Regions from separate parts of the Oryctolagus cuniculus genome. Here region 1 is linked to region 2. Evidence: chromatin contacts called from public Hi-C data. All regions are on one chromosome and are shown on one strand. The core of a region is the stretch at or near the end of the contact, and the rest is flanking DNA. Distances in the headings are between cores, read along the strand shown.

Region 1 (4,808 bases), core at 854-3,353, 110 kb after region 2:
CAGTAGGGAAAACAAAAGGCTGCAACCCCAAGGAGCTGCCCAAGTCCCCAAGGACAGCACCACGGTGGACGCTTGATTGCTGCCCAAGGAGCTGCGCGGCCCAGAAAAGCAAGAAGTGAAATATTCGGACTTGCAAAAGGAGAGGAAAGATCCCCTCTGTGGGGGCTGCAGAGCCACGCACTGCTCGCTGGGGACAGAAGCTCCTGCGTCCACCAGGGGGCGGGGAGGACCCTGTTCCTCGGGGCAGGCGCCAGCCACAGTGTTTGTTGGAAGTTGGGGGAGGAACATCTTGGGGAGAGGGAGCTCCTGAAACCGCAAACCATCTACGCCCTGTGGACAGTGCCCGCGAGGGTTAAGGGACAGCCAGTGTCCTCGCAGGACATCGGGGGCTGAATTCCATGACTGTGGGGAGCCAGCCGGGCTTATTACCACATCCCTTCCCTACAACAAGTTCACCAGCTGTCCCTGAAAGAGGCAACACACCTGGGTCTTCAGGCTGCGCCTAACACCCCAGGGGAGTGGGCAGGGAAGTCACCCTTGTGTTTCTACTTCCTGAACCTGACTGCGACGCCCGGGCAGCCGCTAGCTTCCGGTGCAGAAACAGTGTATGAAGAGCTATGGAAATGGACAACAGAAAATACCCGCGGCCGTAAGAACCAAGGCGATAGTAAAGGGCTTTTACCAGTCCCCCGAGGATGAAGAAGACCATGAAGAGGCGCCCAAGCGTGGTTTTGGCATAAACGTCCCCGTAACCAACTGTGGACATGGTGACCATGAGTAAATAGACACATTCCCAGTACGTGAGAGCCTGGTTGTTCTGGAAATTTTCCCATGGGTCCCCTGAATTCTCCACCTAAAGCGGGGGGCAGGGGGGAGGAGAAAAGAGAAAATGGTTACATCTCTGCATCGGCCTCTGTATGCAAAGCATGGGGAAGCCCAGCTGCAGTGGGCTCCTGGCGGGCGCTCCCCACCCTGCCCTGAGCTCTGGGAGCCACAGCGTGGAAGCCCTGAGCAGGTGGAGAGGGTGCTCTCCTGGCTGACAGAGGCACAGGGACCGAGGGAGTGATCCCTCATCGGTGGCTCTTCCCACTGCTAATGGTTCGAAGCCCGCTGAAAGTTAACTTTCTCCCTTCCCTGACTTCTCTCTGTGGGGCCCTGTGAAGTCTCAGGGGGCCTCGCTCTCTCCTCCTGCCCAAGTCCAGGAGCCTCCTCTAGGGGGCGCCCCCTTTCATGCTCTTGGCACAGGAGCTGCGGGGGGAGGGGAGGCCTGTTCTTTAGATCTCCAGTCCAGACCCCAAAGAGCATTTCCGGCCTCAGATCCTGCTGCTTCTCCTTGGTAGCGAGCCAACAGCAGGTCCACCCTTCAGGCCACAGGAACCTCCCCGGGAGTGCAGTGAGCTCAGGAGTGCAAGGCGCTCCAGACCAAGGGCTCGCAGTCTCTCGCTGTGAAGGGCGGGAGAACACAGGCTTTCCCCGCTGTGGGCCCTCCAGTCCCCAGTCTGCCCCAGCTACTCAGCTCTGCAGTTGCGTGGGACACCAGCAGGAGGCAGCACTTCCGTGAACGGGCATGGCTGGGTTGGAGCGCTTGGGCTCCAGCTGCAGGTTGTCCACCTCTGCTTTAGCCTTCACAGAACTATTTCCTGCCCTCCCAACACATCTGATTTGCCCACAGGTTGTGAAATGGGCAGAAGCAGTTTAGATACTCCCAGGTTGCAGGGAGTGACCGGGCCAGTTCTATCCAGATTCCCTCCCAACACTGAAAAGCCAATGCCTGCGATCCCCTGCATGGCCCATAGGGGACCCCCAAGCCTCCAGCTCTGCTTCTCATTCCCAGGATTGGGACTGCTTCCCAAGTCCAAGTTTGCCCTCGGCACATACTGTTTCCCGGGGTTTCCTGGGGAGCCAGAGGGCACGGCACAGAATAAAGGGGGTGCGGTCATGAGCTGCCTGAAGACCACCATCTCCTGCACATCTGTGGTGCTTGGTGACAGCAAGAATTAGGGAGTTCAAGAGTGACTCCGGCCAAGAATTCCATTAGCATAAAGGCTTGGGTGGGGACCCCCAGATCTGGGGACTGAAAGCGAGTCCCTGGCTCCCTTCCCCAGGCCTGTGCTCCTCTGGGTAACAATGACGTCAACCCCACGTGGTGGGTAGCTGTGTGTGCAAACAGCCACTGAGGAAGGAAAGGCCACCTTCACCTAAAGCCTCATCGTCGGTTGGATGAGGCTGTTGCAGTTCACATAGCTGGGCTCTGTTAGCCTCAGGGAGGTGAGACAGGCTTGACCTGCTAAGGCAAGGCTTTGGAACGGTGGAGGTACAGCATAATGTGCGGTGATCAGACAAAAGAGTCAAATGTAACTTTCTGTAAGGGAGAAGTGGAGAGAAACTGGGGAATCTGAATTAGTTGTTTACTAAGACAAGCGGGTGGAACTTCAACCTTGTCCCCAGAGCGTTGCTGGGCGTTTGCTGAGGAAGCACTGCCATCTTGTGGCTCTCTTGGGTCATTGCAGATAGAATAAAAAATCGACCAAAGCACACACTGCACAACTGAACTACAGAACACAGCCAGGTTAACATTGTGGCCGCGACTCCTCATTTGGAAGTAGCCTGGGGTCAAAGGGCTGCAAACCCAGACCGTTGAGCAGTTGTTTCCCCTTTTCCTGTCTACCACTGGGCTGGAGTTTCTTTCTAGCAAGAGACATTTCTGGTAACAAAATGACTCATAAAGCGGCTTGTTCCAGGCGAGCCAGGATACTTACCAAGTGGATGAACCCGGCCGCAGTTAGCCACGTGCTGATAAAGATGGACAGCAGATTCACCAGCTTGATGGAATTACTGTGCAAAGAGACAACAAGCCCAATGGTCAGGTCATAGCAGGAAGGCTCTGTTGGGGCTGCCTGGGAGAGGAACAGCGCCCCCTTGTGGAGAGAGGCGGGCCCCCTCCAGCTGCCGACCTTGTCTCCATTGTAAGGGAATTCTCCCTAGACAAGACAAGGTAATTGGGTCAGGCTTGAAGACCCAGACAGAGCCCGCAGGAAGATCACACCTGGGCCACCCAACGAGGTAAACCCTCTCATTTTGTTACAACTGTTTTAAATGTTAACTTTCATTTTGAAACTTGTCAAATCTGCCAGAAACTGGAGAGAATGGTACATGGAACACTGTGCCCCTCCCCGTATTGCTTTATCTTCAAATCATTTTTCTCTTATTTTCTTTTTTCAAAAACATGCTTTGGTTGTGCATTTCTAGATAAGCTGTAGACATTGAGACACACTCCTAAACACTTCAGCACTCAACTCCTAAGAAGGAGACCGTGTGTTTCACTCAACACCATTGTGACAGCTGAGAACTGAGCTGACGTCAGGAACGTTACCCCACGTGCTGCCCTCATGCAGCCGCCCCCAGCTGCCCCCAGATCATGGCTCAATGATGCTTCCTTTGCATTTCCCACCAGGTCCAGGCACTAGTCAAAGCTCACGCGCTGCTTTTGCTGCCAGAAGGCTTTTACCCTCTCCCTGTACACACTAACTCACTGTTTCTGGCTTTTCAGGTCATTTGTTCTCTGCTGTGACTCTTAACTCGGCCTCCACGGCATAAACGCAGCCTTGGATCACAGGTAGAGGAACGCATGTGGCTGTGTTCCAATAAAACTTTATTTACAAAGGAAGACTGGATTCCCCCATGGGTTGGAGTGTGTCGGCTTGCTCTGGTTTGTTTTTGAAGACATTGAATTTTGCGTGACCCTACACCGCCTCACAGAATGCCCCATGTCCTGGAGTCACTATCAGTGAGCTTTCAGAATTACATTCTATTTAAATACCTGTGGGGATGGCACCACCCTGGGAAACCCCACCTCAGCGAGGCCAGGTCCACTCACCTGGCCAAGGAGGGAATGTCAGGGCTCTCCACTAAAAGTGGCCATTTCCCCACGGTAGTTAATACGCCATCTTTGGGTGAGACCCCAAGACTACTGGAATAGCCGGTTGTCCCACAACCTCCTACCTAATAGCTTTTGCATCCGCTGGTGCTGCTCCAGTAGAACAAACATTAGCCTCCATGACACCTACGGCCTTGTCTGTCTGCATCCCAGGAGCCCACACTCCCTTATGCCTAGCAGAGCCTCTATGAATCTGTTCTGAGAGACCTGGTGTCCCCCTCCTTGCTACTCCTACTAAACTGCATGCTGTCCACTCCTGCTGGGACACAGCTCCTTGGCACTGGGGGCAGTGGGACACTGATTTTCACAGGCTTCCCGTTGACCCTGTCAAGTCCTGGACCCTCCCACCACTGCATCCACGGAAACTCTTAGAACTGTGTCAGTCACAGGCAAACCTATTTCCTGTAGCTCTGTCGATGCGGTCACTCAAACCGAAAGCTGTCCCATCTATCTAAATATCTGCTACCTATCTAAATATCCGTGCCTGGTGTGGTCTCTACCTCTTCCTTAAAGCCTTCATGCCCACCTGCAATACAAAGTGACCTCTCTAACCTCACTCTGACCTGCATTCCTTACCCCTGTGAAGTTACAGAACCCAGTATGGCTCCTGTGGTCCCTGCTGCACCTGGCAGAGAGTCTACTATCTAGCCCTCCCCCAGCAGTGGCCCAGGACAGCCTACAGGGTTGCTCAGCTCCCTACCCCTGGTCACTGCATATCCGTCACCCTCTCCCAGCTCTCTCAGGGAACCCGTGATTTCAATACTACGAGTTGGTGCAGCTGTTATAGAGCAGCGAGTTAAGCCACTGCTTGGGACACCCGCATCCCACACTGGAGTGGCAGCTCTGGTCCCAGCCCCTACACCTCCCATCC
Region 2 (4,759 bases), core at 4-2,503:
AGGACAAGGGGAGGGATGAAAGTGATGGAATAAATTGTGAAACTACTTTGTCAGAGGGAAACCCATCATCATGGGCGGGGTAAGTCTCCTCCTTGATAAGAGTTCAAAAGGAAACACAGCATCAGACCAGCGGCTCTCAGGGACTGTTTGTGACTGCTAGTGTTGGTTGTTGGGGAGACCATGCATTGTTCTACAGTTTTATATTGTTAGCATGCAGGAACAGGCTGAAACTGGTCATCGAAGCAGCAAAAAACCATTTGCTATAAGAAGATTAACTGTTAATTATAAGCAGTCACATTCCGAAGCAGCATATGCATGAGAAAGAAAACATGCGATTACTCGTCATTCTCAGTCGTTTTGACACTCACACCAAATGCAAAGTGGAAATTTCAAAAGACAAACAACACCACCACAAACAAAAATTTAAAAAACACAAAACAGAAAATTGAAAGCAGCAAGGAGGACCAAGGAGAGGCTCAGAGACAAGACAGAAACAGTTAAAAATGGTTGAGCCCCCACCTACTGACAAACCTTCACCAACCACAAGTTCTAGACCCAGGCGTCACTGAACGGGAGAGTGATGCCTTTTCCCTACTTCCAGGATAGTCCATTTCCTTTGATCCTTGCTGGGCGTCTTCACCTATCCACTTCCAGGTCCACTTTCTTAAAAGAGAAGGTTGATTCTGACCTCCCATCTGGTAGGGGGAGCCACTGGTCCTGAAGGGTGTGTGGACCAGCCAGAGAGTTCCTCTGGGCCATTGAATAAATCATGAACGAGGTCTTCAGCTAAAAACGGATGGGCATTTGCCACCCCAATGGTCGATGTTCCAGCAGACGTGAACACCCTCGGTGTAAAATTACACTCTTGAGTTGAAAAATAAAATTCTATCAAAATTGAGCCACAGATCTCTTAATTTGGAAATTACCTCAGGACTCTCAGCATTTCACTTCCATTTCTTGGTGATTGGTTCCTTTTCTAAAAACGATTTCACTTAGAAAGCAAATTTCAGATACCAGAGTTCCACTCACAACTCCTAAGGTTAGGTTTCAAAGATCAACTTGGAAAGTCCCAGTATTTATTTAAAACAGAAGTAAGTTTCTTAACTACTCTCCAGCCACACAAAGTGGTGTTTGCAGATTTTCTTTCCAATCCCAATCCTCAAACAGGTTTTAGCTGGGAATTCCTTGGTGATATACAGATCTACGAGGACATCTAGTGGAGCAGGGTGGAAGAGCAGCTCATTAAAAGGATCTGAACTAGCAGGCCTTGCTCTGAAGGGAGCAGGAATAGGACTCTGCTCAGAGAACCGAAATGTTTGCAGTGTCATGTCAGTTCAGTGGTTTCTCATGATCCACAGCAACGTGGGACAAAGGGGTTGGGGAGGGGTCCCAGGAGACTGTCCTGGAGTGGTCTAAAGTGGCAACTTGAGAGCGCACTGGCTGTGTAGCCATGGCCAATGGAGCGTTCTACACGAGCTAGCTAGGTCTCCTCGAGGCCCTGCAGCAGTGTCTTGAGATGGGGAGCTGCCCAGAGTGTGTCTCTGGCAGGTGCGAATGCCCTAGCTGCTTAGTATTCTGACATAGGGCTCTGGGAACTTTATGCTCAGTTAATCGTCCCCCTAGGCCAACTTAACCCTGGGAAATCAGAAATATAAGCCTCTGGGGGCTCTGTCTGCTCTTTGGCCCACATCATATGGTTCTTGTTCTTGGACCAGTGCCACAGATTCAAAGATGTTCTGTGGTTGCCAAGAATCAGAGCCTGGGTCTCCCCCTCCTCCAAAGACCTCCGTCGTAGCCGCGTCACACTAGAGAGGAAGCTTTCATGGGCTTTTCTTCACCACAGTGAAGTGTACATTCACCCAGCAGTTCCACGCTGACTTCCGAGTGCTATGTATAGAAACAAAATAAAAGTTCTTCCCGTCTTATGGTTATCATCCAATCTCTCCATTTACTACTGAGTATTAAGGATAGAAAGATCCATTGGACAACTTCTTCTCTATTTTGTGAATAGGAGAAAGCAAACTATAAGAAAGTGGCTGCTGAAGATGTGGTTTAGTTACTGCCTTTTCCTTGAGTCAAACTGACAATCAGCTGTAAAATTCGGGTTCTCTGCTGGGGAGCACTTCCCAGCCAAGCCTGGAGTGGAAGGTGGAATTGGATTCCATCCTGTCCTCAGCACCATCTGCCTCCTGCATCAGGAACCAAATTGTCAGCCAATTTCCAATTGTGGAATCTTAATTTGTAGGGTGGATTGGAGGAGGCAGGAAAAGCAACACTGACTGGAGAGACCCAGATAGAATGTTCCAACTGCTGGGGAAGGGGGAGATGTTTTAAGTTTCAAATGGAGCAAACTCAACAGAGAACTCATGAGAAAGAAAAATAAAATATGCCACTCAATTAATATACACCTTTTTGGATTGCAACCTCACTTTTCAATTAAAGGAAAATTGAAGGAAGGAGTATTTCATGGGCTTGGAAGCAACTAAAATTAGAAATAGAAATACCCAGGGAATAAAAAGTCCCCTGAGATTTAAGGTTGAGGCATTTGTGTTACGTGGCACTGAGAATCATGGAACCTTCTTTCAAGTCCTGTAAAGAAGAATTTGGCACTAGGGTTATCAGTTGGTGGCGTCACGTTTTCCATCTGATTCTGAAGGGCATTAGGTGCAGTAGGCAGCTGTGCAGGTATGTCATGGCTCACGCCTTCAAGCCATCCTCAAATGTGTTCTACAGATGAAGGGGACCACAGAGCCAGTTCTGGAAGAAGTACACGCTGAGTTGAAGAAGGTCATTGTTTTCTTTTTACATTGAGAATTCTATATCCCACGAACACTGAAGAGTGGCCAAAATCAGATGTCAACTTGTCTCTTCTGCTGCAAAGGAGTCTAAGAGGATCGAGAGCTCGAACATCTTCTCCAAATTCCAGAGCTATTGGACTGCATGGGTCTCCAGTTTGGGTCTGTTATTCAAAAGACTCGTAGGTACATGAGGAAAAACCCAGTGCTCAGTGCTGCTCCCACTGAGAGCTGCATCGCTCCAAGTCACACACAGAAATACTGGCTTTAAATGCTCCTTGTCAAGTGCCACATCTTGTTGGGTGAGATGGGGTCCTGCTCCTTGAGGAAGTCAGAGGCCCAGAGACTGACAATGACTTAATTCGATAGAATTCATGAATGAAATGGGACACCCTCCTGGAAGTCATCTTCCAAGATGGCTGACTAATACTCCTAGAGGAACTGGGTACATTCTATTGGTTATGGACTAGAAGGGAAACTTTATTTTTAAAGCAAAGGAACATCTCAGACTGCAAGAAACAATTACCACCGTGGATATGCCTGTCTCCAGTAAGGCAATTTAGGTACTCACAGCCCCAATGTTGGGTATCCAATCAATTCTATCTAGCAAGTGCTTTCTTGGATAGAGAGGCATGTATGCTGTAATAAATACATCATTCCCTCTATGGACTATCTCTACACTTATATATAAAAATAAGCATTTTTACATATAAAATCTGGGTATATATCATATATATATATACCACAACACAGGAATATATATGTAGCATGTGTGTTTCCTTCAGGAAAGGAACTCAAGCTCAACAGCAGAGGAGATCAAGTATAATTAACCAAAGGCAAGCATGACAATGACCCCCAATTGATGAGGCCTCTAGAACTGTGGTGGCAATTACCTCAGCCTAATCAATGTCCCTTAAAATTCCTGAGACAAGGCCTTCAAGAGAAACACACGGTTGTCAAAGTCTTATTTTCAAAAAGAAAAATAAGACAAAGCCTGAAGCTGGCCAGAGGCTGGGGGCGGGGTGGGTGGGTGGGTGAATGGGGAGTAGGCTTCCAGCATACTCCCGGGCTCCAGGCTACTCCGTGGACCATGTTGAGGGATGAGGGAGTTGGGCATGATGTCATTGCTACATGCAACATAAATACCAAAAGAAAGAAACTGTACAGAAAAGAAAAGAGGTATCTCTTCTAGAGAGAGACAGGGGAAACTAGACTCAGGGCTGCTGGGAACCCGTTTTACTCACAATAGATCACTACCAGTGTGCAGTTAATATAGAGTAGGGGCCGTATTCCAAGGCAGCACAGGGGAAAAAATAAATCAAAGATATGTCAATGATTAGAAGTTAAAGAAAATGCCTTCAAACACAACAATCTAGACATGACTTGCCCCCTAAGAGTCCACCCTTTGGCAAATTTGAGAGGCTGGGGGGTGAGGAGGGAGGAAAGTAAATCATTAGACCAGGTAGGTTTGTTAAACAGAAAAAGAAAAGGGGTAAATAGTAAACTCCAAGAGCTTGCTCCTTGGCCAGAAAGATGCATTGGACCGACTTCCTTTTGGCAGAGCTATGAAGAAATGGAAAGAAATGAAAACGTTAAACTGTACTACCACAGGATTTCCAGGAATGGAATGCCCACACTCCATATTTCTCCAGATAACACAACACAGTACATTGAAGGTTATTGAATGAAAATGAATGAGGAGGTAAGGGTGGTGTAGGAAGGGAAAGGACTGGGTTGGGAGAGAAGGGTCAGGAAGCTTTGGGTAAAGACCAGGGACTGTCATCCTCTCTGTCCGCAAGGAGGTGACTCATAACGACCTGGACAAATAGCTCTGACCAATGATTATGTGGGTCAGCTGCTTTCTCTCACTTAGGGCACCAGGCAACGCCGGTTCAATGGCATGGGGCCACTTCAATGCACTACTGACAACCCTGTCTCCATCTCATGAAAGTTTCTTTGCCACC

Evidence for each region. A called contact is a pair of places that touch in the nucleus more often than the background predicts.
Region 1: a Hi-C map of psoas muscle shows a contact between it and region 2, with 3 times the contacts expected there. The contact joins two enhancer-like sites. A contact is called at or near these places in 3 of 6 Hi-C or Micro-C datasets (ear pinna, psoas muscle and an unstated tissue).

Annotation. Positions count from the first base shown.
Region 1 is chr15:68,114,183-68,118,990 of mOryCun1.1, forward strand. It overlaps KCNMA1 (potassium calcium-activated channel subfamily M alpha 1), which reads right to left. Exons shown (of 28, transcript NM_001082070.1): 7 at 2,760-2,835; 8 at 683-853. Among named protein-coding and RNA genes, the nearest start is that of KCNMA1, 530 kb to the right of the region's middle. Within about 2 kb of position 2,104, at least 1 of the 8 cell types and tissues checked has an H3K27ac peak or open chromatin away from gene starts, as enhancers often do.
Region 2 is chr15:68,006,203-68,010,961 of mOryCun1.1, forward strand. All of the region lies in intron 18 of KCNMA1 (potassium calcium-activated channel subfamily M alpha 1), which reads right to left. Among named protein-coding and RNA genes, the nearest start is that of KCNMA1, 640 kb to the right of the region's middle. Within about 2 kb of position 1,254, at least 4 of the 8 cell types and tissues checked have an H3K27ac peak or open chromatin away from gene starts, as enhancers often do.